Linked DNA regions of Sus scrofa: all the other regions are linked to region 1. A link is a contact called in public Hi-C data. All regions are on one chromosome and are shown on one strand. Each heading gives the region's core, a stretch centred on a gene start, on an enhancer-like site or on the middle of the called end of the contact. The rest is flanking DNA. Distances are from core to core; before and after follow the strand shown. Region 1 holds the start of LOC110260386 (DBIRD complex subunit ZNF326-like). Region 2 holds the start of KYAT3 (kynurenine--oxoglutarate transaminase 3). Region 3 overlaps KYAT3 (kynurenine--oxoglutarate transaminase 3).

Region 1 (3,181 bases), core at 254-2,753:
GACAGGAACTCCAGGGTGGATGTGCTCTATCTTAAGGAACTTCGCCTTCACCTAATCCATGATAGAGACGCACGATGTGTTCAGATTTGCATTTAGATCACTGCCGACCCAGGAGTCTGAGAAGGTCAAGGTGGAAAGGCAGAGAAACCGTTTAGGAAGCTATGAAGGTAGTTTGGGAGAGAGGTAATGAGAGCCTAATTCACATAGTCCAGGGGGGTTGGAGAGGAGATGGCAAGCCTAAGACATTTTCAGAGCTAATAAGCAGATGAAAGACTTCCGTGTAAATTGGGGGTGGGAGGATGGGAGAGGGTGGAATCCTGAAAGGATGAGTCGCAGGCTTCTGGCTGGGATTAGTGGGTGGGAGGTTACTCATGACGCCACCAGCAGAGATGAAAGAATGAAGGAGGATGAGCAGGTTGGAGGAGGGAAATTATGAGTTCAGTTTTTCAACACGTTACACTCAGGTGAATAAAAAATATGTATAGGAGGGAAAAAAGAAGAAAACAGTGCAAGGGTGGAGAACTGGGTGACTCAATGTGGGTGGAGAAGGAAAGTGATGGGGAAGACACAGTGCCCTGCCCAGATTTGGGGCTCCAGTGATATCGGTGAGTTTTTCCTTCAGTCCTGTTTCCAGAGGCTGCCTTTTTGGAACTTGATTCCAGCAACTAGTTGGACCCCAAAGAAGGGCAAACGGCTTGAATCATGATGTGCTCTCCTGTGACCAACTCACTATTGACACGATTTGCTCTATTTAATTTTTTTTTTTTCTAATCTGGAGTTCAAGCTGCTCCAGGGTTGGAATGACCAAACGGTTGTCTTTCCCCACATTGCCTTGTGGGTGAATAACGTTGCCCACTGCCCCTTGCGCTATTTCCAAAGTGGCAATGCAGTGCAAATGCTATTACGTATGTGCGCTTGCCCGACGTTGTCCTTCAAGTTCTGGGTGACTCCTGCCACAAATCTTCCCTGTCTGTTAAGCTTTACAACGCTTTTACTTCTCACTTGGACGTTCAGAACGTAATCCTAGACTGTCTTGAATCATACCGATCATGGTTCTCTACTTCGCAGTCTGTTCGCCTCTGTTTCCTGAGTTCTAAAAACGTTTCGGACTTGTGCGCCTCCAACGGCAGAAACTCCGTAAGAACTGTACATTTTCCGATCAGGCGTCATCAGCCAATAAAAAGCGAAAGGTCGGCACGTGGTGTATTAGTTCGGGCAGGAGAAGGTATTCCAACCGGATCCTTTCGCTTTTGCCAGAATCAAACATGGCGGGCCGCGGGCGGTCCTTCCAGAACACGGCGCGCTCTCTGCCGTGACCCCGGCCGGTCGGCGGGGCTCCCTTTTGTCACCTGCCTTTCCCCTCGGCCGCTCGCGAGGGTCGGCACGGGGAGCTTGACAGCCGACCTGCTTCCCGCCCCCACCCGGGGCCCGCCCACCAGGCCGCGCCGGCCAATCGCAGGCCGCGCTGCGGCGGCGGCGGCCGGCCCCGCCCCCAGCCTCGCCGTGGCCTGCGGCTCCGGGCCGGTGGCGCCGCTGTCGGTCGCGCTGACTGCTCGTGTGGACCCCGGGTCGCGGGCGCTCGCTGCCGGCCGCCGCTCAGCCCCCGCCGCCGAGGCCGTCGGCCCGAGCCTCCGCCATGGACTTCGAGGACGGTGAGCGCGGCCCCGGCGGGTCCCCGCGGCGGGCGGGAGGCGGGCCGGCCTGGCCCCGGGCTGTTTACCGTCTCAAGATGGCCGAGTGGCTTTGTTCTGCGGCCGCGGCCGGGCTGGGCCTGGGGGACCGCGCGCCCGGCGCCCGTCCCGGCGCGTGACCGGGGGCTCCGCGCGGGCCCCGGCGCAGCAAGGGCGCGCCCAGAGCGCCGCGGCCTGGGCCCCAGGCCCGCCCCCGGCCCGGCCCGGCCGGCCCGGCCCAGCCCCACTGCGGGGACGCTGCCCGCCGCCCCCCACTTCCCGGCCCCGGCCCCGCGGGGTGGACGGTGCCCGCCGCCTCCCTCTTCCCGGCGCTGCCCCTCGGCGTGAACCTTGCCCTCCCCCATCCCGGCCCGGCCCGGCTTGCTGCGTGGACGGTGTCCGCCGCCTCCCACTTCCCGGCCCTGCCCCTCGGCGTGAACCTTGCCCGTCCCCACCCCGGCCCGGCCCGGCCCAGCCCGGCCTCACTGCGAGGACGCTGCCCGCCGCCCCCCACTTCCCGGCCCCGGCCCCGCGGGGTGGACGGTGCCCGCCGCCTCCCTCTTCCCGGCGCTGCCCCTCGGCGTGAACCTTGCCCTCCCCCACTCCGGCCCGGCCCGGCCTGCTGCGTGGACGGTGTCCGCCGCCTCCCACTTCCCGGCCCCAGTCCCTCGGCATGGACCTTGCCCACCGCCTCCGACTTCCCGGTCCCGGGCCGGGCGGGCACTGTCCCCGCCCCGTGGGCAGCGACCCAGATCGTTCTTCCAGTGAATCCTCGGCCCCGGGTGACTTGTCACGCTCAGGTTTCGGGTTGTCTTAGTTTAAGATGAGCTTAAAGGGCGTCTGGAAAGTGATGAGTGTGGATCCATCTGTACCCGATGGTGTTTCTGGTTAGCGGACGGGTGTTCATCCACCAGCAAACATTGCCCGGTCGTTAATCCCTCCTGTGAAATACTTCCGTGAACCAAGGCATTTTTCTCTGTTTAGGGTGTGGATGGGACTTAGGTTCAAGTCCCAGTCTGGGTTCTGGCCAGGTTCAAGTCGTAAGTGTTGTCAGTTTCACCGCATCAGATGCCCTTCAAATCAGACCTTTGCACAGACGCCTGGGTTGGACTTACTGTTTAAGTAAACTGTATTTTAGCAGCGCCTTTCACTCGTCTCTCAGGCCGGTTCTTTAAACCATTTTCATATGCTTACAAAGTAAAATTAACTTGGTCTTCACCTTGCCTTCAAATCTTGCCCAATAGGAATTGGCGTCAAGATAAAATGAGCACATAATGACAGCATTAGGGGGGCACGGGAGTGGGTGTGAGTGGATTTAATCTTGAGTAATGGAGCATTTCTGAATAAAACCGGTCCATTAACAGTCGTAAGCCTCTAAGCCAACCACAAACAAAAAACAAAAACCAAAAAAATCTCTGTAACTTTGAATGTGCTGTGATGAGTCTGACTAAATGGTATTTTGACCTTTGATTTAATTTCATGCCACGAAGAGTTAAAGCTGCCAAATCTCA
Region 2 (3,348 bases), core at 328-2,827, 730 kb before region 1:
TGTTAACCGCTGCACCACGATGGGAACTCTGAGGAGTGCTTTTCTAAAGCAATGAACATTCCATGTGCATACTGACCAGTAAGCTCAATGAATAAATAAACTGGGATGGCACAGAACAGAAAAGGTGGAGGAAATCGAAAAGTATGTGGCTTTTAATTCTAAACAATATTTTCATTGTGTTTCTCATTTACCCTTAAAAACAATATTCTGTGAAGGAAATCATGAATCATGGTGATCTAATAAAACTGATTATGGCATATAGTATATCTAGGATTAACTCCGCAGTCATATACCCATGATCAAGAGAAAACTGTGCTATTATCTCTGGAGGAGATGGTTTAAAATGAAGATACAGAAGATATGTATGGCATAGCTGGGGGTGACCTGAGGCTGAGAAGGCTGATGAATTGTTGGAGGATCCAGGGCGAAAGGTGAGTAAAGCCGTCAAAAGAACTGTGAGACGTTTGAAGCTGTAGACTTCAATCCAAATGATCAGTGGATAATGACTTTGCATGTGGGAAGGAGAGGCAGAAGGAATCAGTTGATAATGTCACAAAGTCCAGGATGTTCAGGTTAACTGCAAGCTCAAGGAAGATTAAGGTGCGGTGACAGTGAAAAGAGGTAGTGCTAATTAATGCACAAACCTGGTTAAGAGTTACCACAAACAGCTTTATTTCTGCTTCATGCTCTGGACTTTAGTCCACTTCTACAGCCATGTCATCGGAGCAAGAGTGGGGAAAATCAGGTAGGTTTAGCTGGCACAAGACAAGTTAGGACACGTGCTTTTGCAAGTTTCTGAAAAGCTGTTTTGTGAAAAGGGAGTCCGGGTAACTTATTACAAATTTCGTAGAAGGCAGCAACAGGTCTGACTGGTGTTTAAGTTGCAGCAGCTGGGTCTCAGGCCCAGGGGAGCTAGGACTTTGTACAGGGGGCTGTGGAAGGAGCAGCTGCCAAGTTCCTCCCTCAGGTAGCAAAGAAGGAGCCTGCAAGACGGAAAAATTGGGTGGCAGGCGCCAAAAGCAACAAATTGGACAGCTTTCCGCTCTGATTGAGAAACTATGGGCTCCCCTAAGAGTCGTTTCTGCGGCAAGTTGACAGCTGTTTTCCTTCGCATGAAGAATCCCCACTGCTGCCAACTGGAGTGGGCGTCAGCTTCCCTCACCGTCCACGAAGTGCCCCAACTGCCAAATCCAGCGCGAAAGGGGCGGACGAGGAGGGGCCCAGGGTCCCACCCGCAGGCCAAGCACCTCGGCGCCTCCTCCGCAGCAAACTCCTCCAGGCCCGCGTGGGCCGTATGCACCGGCCGCGCGCCCCGGAGCCGGACACGAGTCCAATCCTGAGCCGAGTCCAGCCCGGCTCTTCCTCCCACCCCGCAGGCGCGGCCCCCGCGCGCACCCAGCGGCCCCCTCCCTCCCGCCTCCTCTCGCGGCCCCGCTCGCGGAGCCCAGGCGGCCACGGCCTCCCCGCACCCGTACCTTACCGACGCGCCACTCACATCCCTTCCGCGAACACCTCGCTTTCCGTGGCCCAAGTCCCGCGAGAACTGGAGAGTGCGTCGGGGCGCTCCGACGTGGGGCGGGGCCTGGCCGGGAGTCAGAGCGCGGATTGGCTGAGGGTCAGCCGGGTAGTGGGCGGGGCACCGTCGGACGGGGAAGCGACCCGGAGGAGAGGAAGAGGGAAGGGAGATGTGGCCGGGGATGGGCTGCGGGCTCGGCCCCTCCGGACCGACAGGATGGGGATGGAGGCCAGACGAGTGTGGGGCAGGATCCGGGCTGCGGGACGTGGCTCCTCCGGGTAAGGGGGGCGGGGCGGGGTCTTGAATGTGGTCCGAGATGGGGTGCGACGCTGAGGTCCGGAGCCCTAATTGGAGGTGTGTGATGGGTTGGGTTGGCCCAGTGATAGGACGCGGGCAGATTTGGAAGGAAAAGCCGGTTGTCGGGTCCCAGGGCTTAGGCGAGGGGAGGGTTGTATTTATCGAGATGTTAGCCGGTGCAGAGAGGGCAAGGCTAAGGAGAGTGTGCAGAAGGGCGCGTGGGTGTATTTATCTCCTGGGGTGGGGGTGAGAAAAAAAGCAGAGAGGAATTTACGTTCCTGAACAGTAAAAGCGGGTGTGATCAGAGGACAGAATGAAGGGGCCGTGGAACTGAGGAGGAAAATCAATGACAGTTTAAAAGGGAAGGAAAATCGGCCAAGAGAAACAGGAACACCACGAATTACTCGTTTTTGAAGGCGGTGTTAGCAAAAGGAGAGCCTTGTATTAAGCATCGAGCTTCATGCTTCAATTTTCTTCCTTTCCAATTTTAAGAAGATGGGAGGATAGAAGGAGTGGGAGGGGAGGTAGCATTGTTATTCACGTCCGGAGGAAAGGAGAGAGATAACTTTTGGTTGAACTAGGTTCGCCGAGTTTCAGAGGCGGATGGAAAATTGGCTGTGTGCAGTTGGGAATCTCACCCCTAGATCGTGAGCTACTGTCAGGGCATTCGTTTGTCAATACTCTTCAACCAAAAGGCCACCAGGAGCACAACTGCAGTCCAAAAGCTGGTTTTATAACTTTACAAAGAGGGAGAAAACACACCTTGGGAACCTTGGGTCGTTTGAATAATAGAGTGTTAGAAGAGATCCCTATTCAGGGATCCCTATTAATGGATCTTGTCTGTTATGCCCCTTCCTCGTAGTCAGAGACTGACTGATGCTGATGTCCTTTTAGATTGCGGTACTTTCCTGGAGGAGCTCCGCCATCCGTGCCTCCCAACAGTGAAGTCTTAATGGTAAGTGTTTGCTCAATTTCTGATGCCAGGTACGGTGTTTCTTTTTCTCACGTGTAACATGCATGAATTGAGAACAGAGGTGCACAGGCTTCTGGGGGAAATGGGCAGAGAGAGCGTGTGTCTCCAACCTTTAAGAGGAAGAAAAGGCCAGAGACAAGCAAATGTGTATGATGGTTTGAAATGGTGTTGAGTGCTGTGGACGAAGCCGTGAGGATGGGAGACTGCGGGTCGTTTAATTAGGAGAGTCAGAAAAGGCTTCTTTTGAGGAGGGAACAGTGGAACCCAGAACTGAATGATGAAGAGACGACTTTGCCAAAAATGATTCTGGACAGAAAAATGGCAGTTGAAAAAGCCTTGGTATGGGAGCAAACTGGGCATGCAAGGACGAAGAGGGAGACCCCTGTGTCTAAAGCACAGTCATCCAGGGCTACGCGCTTCCAGATTGGGGTGGGGGGGAAGACAGGACCAGATCATGCAGAGCCCTGAAGGCCCCAGAACTTTGATTTTATTCTGAAGCAGCCACCAGAAAATCTTCATCACATTTTAGGAAGGACACTATCGTTTCTTCGGAGAAGAGACT
Region 3 (3,229 bases), core at 418-2,917, 750 kb before region 1:
TCTTCGACAGCTTCTCCTTGACGTACTCAGGGGGGGAAATGTCTGGGAGGCCTTGGCCAAGATTGACAACGGTGGGGTCTGCAGCCAACTGGGTGAATTCGACCCTGAGACAAAAAATGCTAATGTTAGTAAGAACGACAATTACAAAGTTAGTTTTTTAATACCTAGCTCCTAAAACTGAAAAATAAAATTTACTTCTATAGATCCAAAAAAAAAAAAAATCAGTGTGATCCCAATAAAGAATTCTACTGTTGACAAAGTGACGTTTCCTAGAAAAATGATGGGTGAGTTGATGAACTTAATGTTTCTGACAAATCTCAGCTCCACGATACCCCTATTGTAATCACATATATTTTTTTCCCAACCATCTGCTAAGTTCTCTAATCAACCATTAGAGAGTGGAGCTAATGGGAAAAGTTCATGGAGTAGAAGGTAAGTTTCACGAGCATCCATCCAAACAATGGTTTTCTCTGCCCATTTCCAGCGCCCAGCACAGGGCCTGGCACACCTGCTGAATAAACAAATCAGTGCATTCCCATTGAACGGATGAATTAAAACAACTGGCTTTGGGAGTTTCCGTCGTGGCACAGTGGAAACGAATCCGACTAGGAACCATGAAGTTGCGGGTTCGATCCCTGGCCTCAATCAGTGGGTGTTGCCATGAGCTGTGGTGTGGGTCACAGGTGCGGCTTGGATCCCTTGTTGCTGTGGCTGTGGTGTAGGCCGGCAGCTACAGCTCTGATTCGACTCATAGCCTGGGAACCTCCATATGCCGCAGGTGTGGCCCTAAAAAGGACAGAAGACAAAAAAAAAAAAAAAAAAAAAAGAACTTCCCTCAGACCCTCGGAGATGGCTGTAATTCTGGGGCTCTGAAACAAATGGCTTTGTTTACAGACTACAGATAAGGCTAAAAATGTCCAACTACGGGTACAAGCATGTGGAGGAAAATGCTCACCCAATTACTACTGCTTAAGGTACTCACCATACATTGCTGTCAAGGCCTTCAATTCGTTTTGCATTTTTGAATTTCGAAGACATTTCCTGAAAGATACAAATATTGAAAACACTTTAAAATTCCTTGAATCAAAACGTGAAAAATCACGAGTAAAAAGAAGAGTACTAGAGATAAATTCTAGACGCCGGTACAAAATTCCGAAGAGGAATTCATCTTTCACCTACTGTTTCAAGGAGTGTTTTTTCTTATGAACCTTAGAGCTTCATCTTCTCACATAAGAACAAAAATACCAGCATAGTCTAAAAAATACATCAACTTAAAGGCCTGAAATGTACTCAAGAGACCAATGGTGATACTAAAAAAAGTCAGTTTAAGAAAACATCTCTGGCAGTTCCCACTGTGGCACAATGAGATCAGCTGAGACTCTGGGGCACTGGGACACTTCGATCCCTGGCCCAGGGGAGTGGGTTGAAGGATCTGTGTTACCGCAGCTGCAGCCTAGGTCACAGCCATGGGTGGGATCTGATCCCTGGCCAGGGAACTGCATATGCCGCAGGGAGGCCAAAAAAGAAAAAAAAAAGAATTGTGTTTAGAGTTCCCTGGTGGCTCAGTGGGATAAAAGTCCGGCGCTGTCACTGCTGTGGCTCTGATCACTGCGGGGGTGTGGGTTCAGGGACTCTGATCCAGGAACTTTCCCATGCTGTGGGTGCAGCCCAAAACAAACACCAAAAAACCTCAGGCACCTACGGACAATTAACCTCTGACAGAGGGGGTGAGAGTATACAGTGGAGAAAAGAAAGTCTCTTCAGTAAGTGAGGCCGGGAAACCCGACAGCTCCAGGCAAAAGAATGGAAATAGAACATTCTTGAACACCATACACAAACGTAAACTCGAAATGGATTAAAGACCTAGATAAGACTCTAAACCTCTTAGAGGAAAACACAGGCAGAACACAACTTCGACTAAATCACAACAGTATCTCTTTGGATCCACTTCCCAGAGTAATGAAAATAAAACCAAAACTAATGAAATGGGACCTAACTTGACTCAAAAGCTTTTGCACAGCAAAGGAAACCAGAACCAAAGAGAAAAAAACCCACAGGATAGAAGAAGATATCCGCACACAATACGACTAGCAATGGATTCACCTCCAAAATATACAAACAGCTCAGGAAGCTCTAAGAACAAACAACCCAATCAGAAACGTGGTCTGAAGATCTACACAGACCTTTCTCCAAAAATGACACACAGATGATGTCATATGAAAAGATGCTCAACATACTAATTATTAGAGAACTGCAAACCGAAACTACAGGGAGGTATCACCTCGCACTGCTCAGAACGGCCATCATCAAAAAACCCAGAAACAATAAATGCTAGAGGCAGCGTTCAGAAAAGGGAAGCCTCCTACCCTGCTGGCGGGAATGTAAAGTGGCACAGTCACTGCGGAGATTGGTATGGAGGTTCCTTAAAAAAGTGAAAAGAGAACTACCACATGATCCAGTAATCCCAGTCCAGAGCATCTGTCCAGAGAAAACCGTACTTCAAAAAGATAATGCACCCTGCTGTTCTCTGCAGCACTCTTCACAACAGCCAAGACACGGAAGCGGCCCAAGTGCTCATCGCCAGAGGAGTGGGTGAGTACAACGGAATGTCACTCGGCCACCACGCCAAGTGAGGCCAGCCAGAAAGAGAAAGACAAAACCATCTGATACCGCTTATGTGTGGGATTTTAAAAAAGGAGACAAATGAACTTATTTACAAAAGAGAAATGGACTCACAGACACAGAAAACAAACTGATGGTTACCAATGGGGGTGGGGAGAGGGATAAATTAGGAATTTTGGATTAAAATATAACACTTCTACATATAAAACAGATAACTGGAGTTCCCTTGTGGCACGGTGGGTTGAGGACCTGGTGTTGCCACTGCTGTGGCTTGGGTCACTGCTGTGGTGAGGGTTCCGTCCCTGGCTGGGAAACTCCCACATGCTGTGGGTGTGGCTGAGAAAAAAAAAGAATCAGCAAGGACCTACTGTCTAGCACAGGGAACTCCACTCATCATTCTGTAATAACCTACGTGAGAAAAGAGTCTGAAAAAGAATGGATCTGTGTATAGACATAACTGAGTCATTTTGCTGAAACTAATAGAACATTGCAAGTCAGCTATACTCCAGCACAAAATAAACTAATGTAACACCTTAAACGAATATAATCCTGCAAATCAGCTACACTCCAACATAAAACAAAAACTCAAATAAAACCATAATATGAA

The links. A called contact is a pair of places that touch in the nucleus more often than the background predicts.
Region 2: a contact with region 1 is called in a Hi-C map of subcutaneous adipose tissue, with 2.0 times the contacts expected there. The contact joins the promoter of KYAT3 here to the promoter of LOC110260386 in region 1. A contact is called at or near these places in 7 of 47 Hi-C or Micro-C datasets (blood, embryonic fibroblasts, heart right ventricle and 4 more) and 1 of 2 datasets of contacts at active chromatin or transcription factors (alveolar macrophages).
Region 3: a Hi-C map of liver shows a contact between it and region 1, with 5 times the contacts expected there. The contact joins the enhancer-like site here to the promoter of LOC110260386 in region 1. A contact is called at or near these places in 6 of 47 Hi-C or Micro-C datasets (alveolar macrophages, blood, embryonic fibroblasts and 3 more).

What each region holds. Positions count from the first base shown.
Region 1 is chr4:126,716,167-126,719,347 of Sscrofa11.1, reverse strand. It overlaps LOC110260386 (DBIRD complex subunit ZNF326-like), which reads left to right and starts at 1,503. Exons shown (of 4, transcript XM_021090293.1): 1 at 1,503-1,652. The coding sequence starts at 1,637. LOC102159118 (a long non-coding RNA gene) reads right to left here and starts at 1,391. Exons shown (of 3, transcript XR_002343632.1): 1 at 1-1,391.
Region 2 is chr4:127,449,704-127,453,051 of Sscrofa11.1, reverse strand. It overlaps KYAT3 (kynurenine--oxoglutarate transaminase 3), which reads right to left and starts at 1,577. Exons shown (of 14, transcript XM_001929384.5): 1 at 1,496-1,577.
Region 3 is chr4:127,470,804-127,474,032 of Sscrofa11.1, reverse strand. KYAT3 (kynurenine--oxoglutarate transaminase 3) reads right to left here. Exons shown (of 14, transcript XM_001929384.5): 3 at 983-1,041; 4 at 1-104. Among named protein-coding and RNA genes, the nearest start is that of KYAT3, 21 kb to the right of the region's middle. Within about 2 kb of position 1,667, at least 8 of the 83 cell types and tissues checked have an H3K27ac peak or open chromatin away from gene starts, as enhancers often do. A contact at or near this core is called in liver, where this site is marked.